Regions from separate parts of the Mus musculus genome. Here all the other regions are linked to region 2. Evidence: chromatin contacts called from public Hi-C data. All regions are on one chromosome and are shown on one strand. Each heading gives the region's core, a stretch centred on a gene start, on an enhancer-like site or on the middle of the called end of the contact. The rest is flanking DNA. Distances are from core to core; before and after follow the strand shown.

Region 1 (2,700 bases), core at 142-2,641, 140 kb before region 2:
GCTATGTTCAGGGCCTCCAGGTCTCTGATTTCTAGCATGGTAACAAGCAATGCCTTCCTCAATTTCCATCCCCACCTTTACTGTCGGAGCTCCTCTTGAGCCACTCTTGAGACTCAGAGAAGAGAGAGCAGGAAATCAGGTGGCACAAGTTTCCCCTCCCCACACTCAGCCTGTGTCTTCCAGCTCTCCAGACTCTGGGGCTAGAAGGACTCAGTCTGCCAATTTTCTGCTTCTAGAGTGCCTTCTTCTTCCCTTCTAATGGGAGTTGTGAGAATTCCCAGAACTGGCTTGAGAGAGAGAGGCAAAAAGGGCCAGGCAGTCCTAAAACCCATCTCTCAGGCAAACTGAATGGATAGTATATATACTAAGGTTCCTAAATTGAATAGGACTTTGTGGTATGGCTTGAGATTCTAGCCATAAAGTTTCAATGTTATCTTCTGTCTTAGTCCACAGGTACTGATGCAGCAGAGCAGCACAGAGTTTAAATCTAGTTCATGCAGCTCTGGAGTCTGGGCAATCCAAGAAAGGTCAATAACTGGCTAACTCGGTTCTGATGGGGGCCCATTTCCTCACCTATGCCGTAGTGGAAATGCTGAGAGACCTTTCTGAGACCTCTTTTATAAGGACTCTCATATCATTCATGACGGTTCCACCCTCATGACACAAATCCCCTCCCAAAGGTCCCTTCTGCTAACACAGTGATGGCAGAGTCTCAGCAGTCACATCTGAAGCAGGAACCTGAACATTCAGACCACGGTGCTCTTCTTCGTCTGCAAACATTTATTAAGCGCTGGTCATTGGAAACAAAACTAGACAGTGGCCCTTTTCTTCATTCCACTCACGGTCCAGTGGGAGAAAACGCATATTAAACAAACAACCGTACAACTAAACACGTGTTTGTAAAGCGGTGTAGATCAATGCCCAAAGAGGATGTTGTAATAGGAGCAAATTTAGGCAGATGAGGTATGACGATGCTTTCTCAGGGAGTGACATGGAAGTTAGGTGATGGTAGCTTTGCCCAGGCAAAGTACCTCTTCCTCCGATTTGTTTCTCCTGTGTCGGGGATTCAGATATTTTATCATTGCTATTGTCACAGAGACTCAGGATCATGCCTGGAATGTGATCCTGAGAGGTAGGGATGTCAAATGCTTGCAGTGTGTGTAGAGCGTTTCTCAACAGCAATAATGAGGACAGTGCCATCCTGGCTAGGAGGCTACCAGCATCCTTATCGGAGAAACTCAGCCTGCTGAAGACAAGCCCTTTCAAAAGGAGAATCTCAACAGTGGTTGTTGCTTTAAAAGTCCTGGAATCAAGACTTGAACAACTTGAATTCCCTGTCTGCCAAATACAGTGGCTAGGGAGAGAGTGGTGGGTGACTCAGAGTCAGGAGGAAGTGAATCTGCCAAGGAGAATTTTGGTGCTGCTTGTAGATGGCAAGGCAGGGCTAGATCATTCTGGAACTTGTAAAGGATTTGGGATTCTAAGAGCCCTGAGAAACGATGGGAGATAAACTCTATTTAAAACTTTAGAGGTTTTGTACATTTAAATAGTTTCCCCAGACTCCTCTATGGAAGATACACTACATCTTTATGTCCCTCAGTTCTTTCTCATAGTTAAAGGACTCTACACATTACATCGTTGTTGTTTTTAAACATATTCTAAGGTCAAAAAGCAGACCTATGCCATGGGAACCTCTCCTGCTGGCCTCTGACAAGGATGGCCTTATACACTGCATGCAGCACATTCCAGAATCTGCATTCTGGATGGAAAGAAGAGTTGGGAATGAGCAAGCATCCTTATCCACGGAAGTCATTGTTTTAATCTAATTAAATGCCTAGTGGAAAATCTCCCTCCATCCCAGCGATGCTTCTGCTGTTATGGTCAAGTCCAGGGCATTGGCAACATATCTTTGCAAATTTCATTAGCAGTGGCTGTTTCCGCCTTCTTCTAGGTCATTAATGAGTTTGTTAAACAAGGACAGTTCCAGTACCAGCCTCTGATGTGCCCCAGAGGACCTTTTGCTTCCAAGCAGCATAGTCCCATTAACTCCTGATTATACAGTCTTTCCAGTGTGCCGCATTCCCTTCAGATGACGGTGCTCAAACACCAGCTGACTTTATTCTGAGCACAGATTTTATAGAGGTTGTCATCAAACGCATCAGTGACACCCACATAATGTCATTATCCCCCAGTCCTCGTTCACTCTTTCCTTTTGTGTGTGTGTTTTTGTTTTTTTTTTTTTTTTGTTTTGTTTTGTTTTTTAACCTGCTTGCTATTGTTATTTTCCTGGCAGATTTTAAAATGTCTGTTTTTATTGCAATTAAATGCACACAGCCTAAAGCCTACTACCATCTTTAACCACGTTCAGACAGACAGTCCAGTGGACTACACTGCTCATGCTCTTATATAGCCCATCTGAAGGATGCTTTCGAAACCCAAACGAAACCCTCCTCACACAAGACTCCATGTGTTTCTCCCCTCTGATCTGACAGCTACTGTTCCATCTTTTGTCTGTACAAATGCTACTCTTGTGGGAATTCAATCTATGTGGAACCTTGCAACATTTGCCGCCTTGCGCCGGCTTTACTTCAATAAGCATGCCCGTCTTTGTAGTGTGTGTCATAATTTCCGGTCGGTTGTTGTTAAAGACAGGTTGATAGTCTGCTGCGTGTCTAGGACACGCTGTGCTTACTTATTCAT
Region 2 (2,896 bases), core at 343-2,842:
TCATAGGTACTAACAGTTCATCTATTAATTTCCTTGGGGGATTTCTCAGTTTGGAGGTAGCCTACAAGCTGATGTCAATGGTGTCCACAATCTCCTTCTACAGTTCTCCAGGTTTTAAACTGACTAAATGCAGGTGCTCAATGGTTGGCATTTACAAGTTAAGGTTGGCTCTGTTATCATTAGACTAGATATCTGCCATCACTGGAGACCGTGTTTGCAATGTACCCTTTCTGTCTAGTCTTGAGATCTGGTTATCAGTTCATTGAGCAGCAGGAAAGCTCCTAGTTACAACTGAGTTGCTATCCTCAGTTTAGACAATCACTGGCCACCAATTTAGTCCACAGGAGTTGTGTGTGGGGTAGGGTGGGGGTGGGGTTTGTGAGTCAGATGATTGAGTCTTGAGGGGTGACCTGGTTGCCAAAACAGCAGGCACATTAGTAGAACTTCTTTTCTGAGCATTGCTAGAATGGCCTTATGACTCAGGTGACAAGAGAAGCCTGACCTTGTTGCTGAACTACAGTCTGAAGCTTTGCTTTGCCAGCCTTCAACGGAGTTCAGAGCCACAGCAGGATGCCTGCGAGTGAGGCTATGCACAGGCATTCTGAGAAAGTTGCTCCCTTTTTATTACAGATTCTGTTTGTACCTTCTAAGGGCAGCAACCTGGAGGCTCTGTCCATCCTCTCTCCCTCTCTCTCTTTTTTCCTAGAAAACTATGAAATGAAAATTGTGGCTCTCACTATAAATGTGACTAGTAACATGCATATACATTATACATGCGTGTGAGCACACACACACTCTCACACACATATATACATATATAATTTTTTAGTCTTTGGAGTTAGCATTGTTAAAAATGCTTTACATATGTGTAAATTTACTCAGTCCTGAGCAACCACTCCAGAGGGTAGATGCTATTTTACTCCTATAGAAGTATTATAGATGCTATTTACTCTATAGAAGATAAGGAAATGAAGCTTTTGATCAGATTTTTACAGCAGGCAAGCAGAGAACCTAGGGTTCGAATGCAAGCCATCCAACCCCACCACATTACCCAGATCTAGCAGGTCTTGTGTTTTGGCATTGTGTTATACTCCTGTCTCAGAAGTAGTTGGCTTTTTTTCTAGCGTTAACATGTCTACAAGGAGTCTACTTGGCCTGAACATCTTAAGAAAATCCTGGTATGCATAGACTGGAACTTAGAGATAAGAAGAGAGACATCTCCCTCACTTTATAAGCATAAGGTTCCTTAGAATAGAATCTTTCCTTGCAAGTGCCCTAAAAATATGGTTTGATTTTCCATAATTAATGTACCTGTGGCTTTTTAAAGAAAGTATATTGTATCAGTTACTTTCCTTATTGCTGCTACAAAATACTCAACAAGAGTAAGTTCAACATGGAAAGGTTTGTTTTGAGCCACAGTTTATAACAACAGTCCATTATGGAAGGCGTCATGGCAGAAGGAATGACTGGCCACGTTGTGTCTACAGTCAGGAAGCAGAGGGAGATGAATGATGTCTCTCACCCACCTTTCTTCTTTTTATATAGTCTAGGATCTTGGCTCACTTGGCTGAGCCCATCGTAGCATCCATATTTAGAGTAGGTCTTCACACCTTAATTAAACCAATCTACAAACTTCCTCATACATGGGCTCCAAGGTTTGTCTTCAAGGGGACTCTCAATCTTGTCAACCAATACTAACCATCATAGGTATGGTATGTTCTCTGTCTTCAAAGAATGAGGAAACTTTGGAGTGATGTCTGAAAACAGGTTGCTGTATGATCCAGAAAGGGAATTAAATTAAAAATAACCCAAGCTTCATTAGTACTGAATATATTTAAGGATTTTCCAACAATAAAGGAAGAAAGGAGGAAACCTTAAATGTATGTGCTGGGTTTTTTTGTTTGTTTTGTTTTGTGTTTTGTTTATTTGTTCATTCCACAAAAACAATCCCAGAATCTTATGTTGTTTGGTTCTTTAAAAACCCAGTTGTTTTTCTAATATTCCATGTCAGTATGACTGGAATTTTGTGAGGTTAATTACACAGGTCATTGACCCTCCCCCTCCAGGTTTCCTTCAGTTCTTTCCCCATAGCTTAGGAACAGGACTTAGAGACATAAGCCCTAAGAGATCAGAAATCTGAGAGACATGTTTGTCAATTGTGGTTTTGGAACCCTGGCATACAGAAGCTATTTGCTGATGGGGACATATTTAATCAAAATTCCATAATATGAACAAAATTAGGATGAAATAGAAATGCTAATACATTGTTAAGATGAGGCTCTGGAGTTACAGTGAGATATGGGGCCAGATTCAAGGGAGTATTGGAGAATTTCTTAGTAAGCCATGTTAAGCATCATGGTTGCTTGCATGGGGAGCACTGTTTCCTTCTGAGAAGAAACCTGGAAATGGAGCTCTCCCTGTAGGATTGACCTGTGGTGAAGGCAGACTCAGGCACGCTGGACTCTTAGATTTGAGCTTGCCCTGCCTCTTACTAGCTTTGCAGTCATCAACAAATTTCCTATCTACTCCTAGGTTCTTATTTATAAACTAGAGGATTTAATAAGCTCATATCCATAAAATGGTCACATTGCATGTAGAACTTCAAAACACTATACAAATAGGTAGCCGTTAGTATAGTCATCAAAATAAAATCAGTGAGCCTGCCATTGAAAACCTCTAACACTAGCAACAACCTTCACCTGTTCCATGTTTTGGAATCATCCCTCTGATATCAAAAGTGCTGATGGTTCTGTTCCAGCCCATCTCTAAGAGTTGGGACTTTTTGATGGTGCTTCTCTTTCTTGAGGCTTCAAGGTGAAGACAAATTCTTCCTGGATAGACTCAGTTGCTCAGGACTTTGGCACCCTCTAGTGCATGATGGGTGTTGATGCTTTGC
Region 3 (2,916 bases), core at 102-2,601, 160 kb before region 2:
CACCAATTGTCCATATTGCCACCAGAGTCACTTGGGCTATAATGATCATCCAATCAAAAGGAGCTTTCTTGTGCTTAGTGCTGGGATTTTGATAGTCTATTGCTCTTGTATGGAACATAGTCAGCCCAAGTGCTATAATGCCCTTTAAGGTTTAAGATATTATATATGCATACACATACACACATATCTTAAGTGTATACAAATATATATATATATATACGTATATATACATGTTTATACATATATACACACATATGTATGTATGTGTGTAGGTGTGTGTGTGTGTGTACAGTATAATTTTAGGTACATATAAATAATACAGTTCCTTGAGGCTTTATCAAACAACCTTTGTATTACTTGTTTTAAAGAGTGCCTCTGTTTGTTTTTTTATTGTCGTTTTTCCCCTTTCCAGAGGATTACCATTGGTGCACTTGGGTGACTCATGAAGCTCAGGTTTTCATAAATGCTTTTGTAGTTACATAGAATGGACTTAGAACCCTGGGGACCAAAACTGCCAAGGTTGCTTCTGCTCTGACTGAGTCACCTCACCCATCTCTTAGAACCCTAACACCAGAGCTCCGATGATCCACCATTCCAATAATGACAACCACAGCAAGACAACCAGACTCCACCGCGGATGCTGAGCCGGATGCTCCAGTAGTTACTTGGGAGGATAGTTCGTCTTGCTTGTCTCCGAGGTTGCTGGGCAACTCCAGTGAGTGATTTTATAAAGGACAGAGTGATCTGCAGCACAAGGGTTTACTATTATTAAAAATACACCTCGTGGCATTGCCTAGACAAAGAAATGTTGGGAATGACAGACGCTGAAGCTAAATGAGGACAGGAACATTAAAAAACCTAATTACTAAATATCCCACAAATACCACAAACAGAGTCGGAACTTGACTAATTAACGACAGGAGCCTCACATTTAAGTATTTCAGTTTTACTGGCTTCAATCCTCTTTGCCTATCAGGACTGGTTTATTTCTACCATCGAATACCTATGAAACCAGTGAGGCCTAACTGATGTGTGATTGATGTGGGCTCTGTTAATTATATGGCTGGGTTTTATGCACGAAACCATATCCTTGGTTTCTCTCCCTTAATTTACCTCACTTTAACTGTTGGTCATAAAGCAGTTTCAGATATATCTGCTGAATCCCAGAGCAGAGTTTTTGCAACTCGGAAGGTACCCGAGTCAGTTTAGGCATCCTGAGTAGTTCCGTCGACGCGGGGGAAGGGGTGGGGGGAACTCCGGCTGGAAGATGGATGGCTTGGCTTTTCCTTCCAGCCCTGCTGGCTCCCTCTCTGCAGCTGCTCACTGGTGCCGCAGCACATCTGTTATCATTAAATGCATGCGCAGCATCAGCAGTGACAAAAGGCTTAATTGCTTCCTGACAGTCTATCAGATGGGGCTTTACTCACTCTCAATTTAGATAGCTGGAGATGATAACATCTGCCTACTAGCCTCTCCCGAGCATCTGGTACCCTTGCTGGTAGTAGCACCTGATTTTCTTCTGGGATTTCACTCATCTCTCAGACTTCCTCTCTTATTATTCCCTGTGGCTCAATCCCATTTCTGTTGCTCCAGGGCTGGATTTGGACAAATGGAATCCCAGTGGTTGGTTCCTGGGTGGGCACGTGACCTAAGTTTAGCCAATGAAGAGACAGACACCTAAGACTGACAAGAACTCTTTGAAAAGGACACCCTGTTCTTCTCTGGGTTTTTAAGCTGTTAGGTCTTGGACTCGCTGTGTCTTTGCTGCCACTTAGATCTGAGTGGTGAAGCCAGCACTGAGGACAGGAGAGGCTAGAGGTGGAGAGACAGGCTCTGGTCAGCATGGTTTGCGTGTGCGGACTCCAGCAACGACAGAAGAGAAGTTCATAAATGCACCACCATATTATATGAGACAGTCTGAATGGGAATCTGTCACTTAGTCAAGAGTCCTTTCTTCTGTCGTGGTACATCTAGGTTGTTTCCAGCTTCTGGCTATCACAAATAAGGCCGCTATGAACATAGTGGAACACATGCCCCTGTGGCATGGTGGGGCATCTTTTGGGTATATTCCCAAGAGTTGTTTGGATGGGTCTTCAGGCAGATCTATTTCCAGTTTTCTGGGGGAACCTCCAGATTGATTTCCAGAGTGGTTGTACCAGTTTGCAATCCCACCAGCAATGGAGGAGTGTCTCTCCAAAACGCATCAGAGATCTGGGAGCTGAGAGACTCTCAGGACTCAAAGGGAGGGATCTTAGATGAAATGCCAGGCATTTATGCCAGACATAGGGAGAGGGAACTTATAGAGCCCACCTCCCACAGGAAGAAAGGACATCAAGTCAGAGATTGGGTTGCCATCCTACAGTCACAACTCTAACTCATAATTGTTCCTGTCTGAAAGAATTACAGGGATGGAATGGAGAGGAGCCTGAGGAAAAGAAGGTCCAGCAAGAGGCCCAAAGTGGGATACAGCTCAAGGCCTGACACTATTACTGAGGCTATGGAGCACTCACAAAAAGGAATCTATCATGACTGCCCTCCAAAAGACCTAACAAGTAGCTGAAAGAGTCAGATTCAGATATTTGCACCCAACCAATATACAGAAGCAGCTGACCCTTGTTGTTGAATTAGGGAAGACTGAAAGAAGCTGAGGAGAAGGACGACCCTGTAGGAGGACCAGCAGTCTCAATTAATCAGGACCCCTGAGATCTCTCAAATACTGGACCGCCAAACAGGGACCATACACCAGCTGATAAGAGCCCCCAACATACATATAGCAGAGGACTTCTGGGTCTGTGTTTATTCAGAGATGATGCACCTAACCCTCAAGAGACTGGAGGCTCCACAGAGTTTAGAGGCCAGGTGGGGTGGGGGATGGGGTCATCCATGTGGAGACAGGGGGATAGGGATGAGGTGTGG

The links. A called contact is a pair of places that touch in the nucleus more often than the background predicts.
Region 1: a Hi-C map of the N1E-115 cell line shows a contact between it and region 2, with 4 times the contacts expected there. The contact joins two enhancer-like sites. A contact is called at or near these places in 1 of 15 datasets of contacts at CTCF or cohesin (pro-B cells) and 4 of 484 Hi-C or Micro-C datasets (the N1E-115 cell line, bone marrow-derived macrophages, cerebellar granule neurons and 1 more).
Region 3: a Hi-C map of the N1E-115 cell line shows a contact between it and region 2, with 4 times the contacts expected there. The contact joins two enhancer-like sites. A contact is called at or near these places in 1 of 15 datasets of contacts at CTCF or cohesin (pro-B cells), 7 of 484 Hi-C or Micro-C datasets (the N1E-115 cell line, bone marrow-derived macrophages, cerebellar granule neurons and 3 more) and 3 of 115 datasets of contacts at active chromatin or transcription factors (acute myeloid leukemia, bone marrow-derived macrophages and large pre-B cells).

What each region holds. Positions count from the first base shown.
Region 1 is chr1:166,923,017-166,925,716 of GRCm38.p6, reverse strand. No RefSeq gene overlaps it. Among named protein-coding and RNA genes, the nearest start is that of Gm33404, 69 kb to the right of the region's middle. Within about 2 kb of position 1,391, at least 24 of the 459 cell types and tissues checked have an H3K27ac peak or open chromatin away from gene starts, as enhancers often do. A contact at or near this core is called in the N1E-115 cell line, where this site is marked.
Region 2 is chr1:166,782,282-166,785,177 of GRCm38.p6, reverse strand. No RefSeq gene overlaps it. Among named protein-coding and RNA genes, the nearest start is that of Gm33404, 71 kb to the left of the region's middle. Within about 2 kb of position 1,592, at least 3 of the 459 cell types and tissues checked have an H3K27ac peak or open chromatin away from gene starts, as enhancers often do. A contact at or near this core is called in the N1E-115 cell line, where this site is marked.
Region 3 is chr1:166,946,621-166,949,536 of GRCm38.p6, reverse strand. No RefSeq gene overlaps it. Among named protein-coding and RNA genes, the nearest start is that of Gm16701, 52 kb to the left of the region's middle. Within about 2 kb of position 1,351, at least 20 of the 459 cell types and tissues checked have an H3K27ac peak or open chromatin away from gene starts, as enhancers often do. A contact at or near this core is called in the N1E-115 cell line, where this site is marked.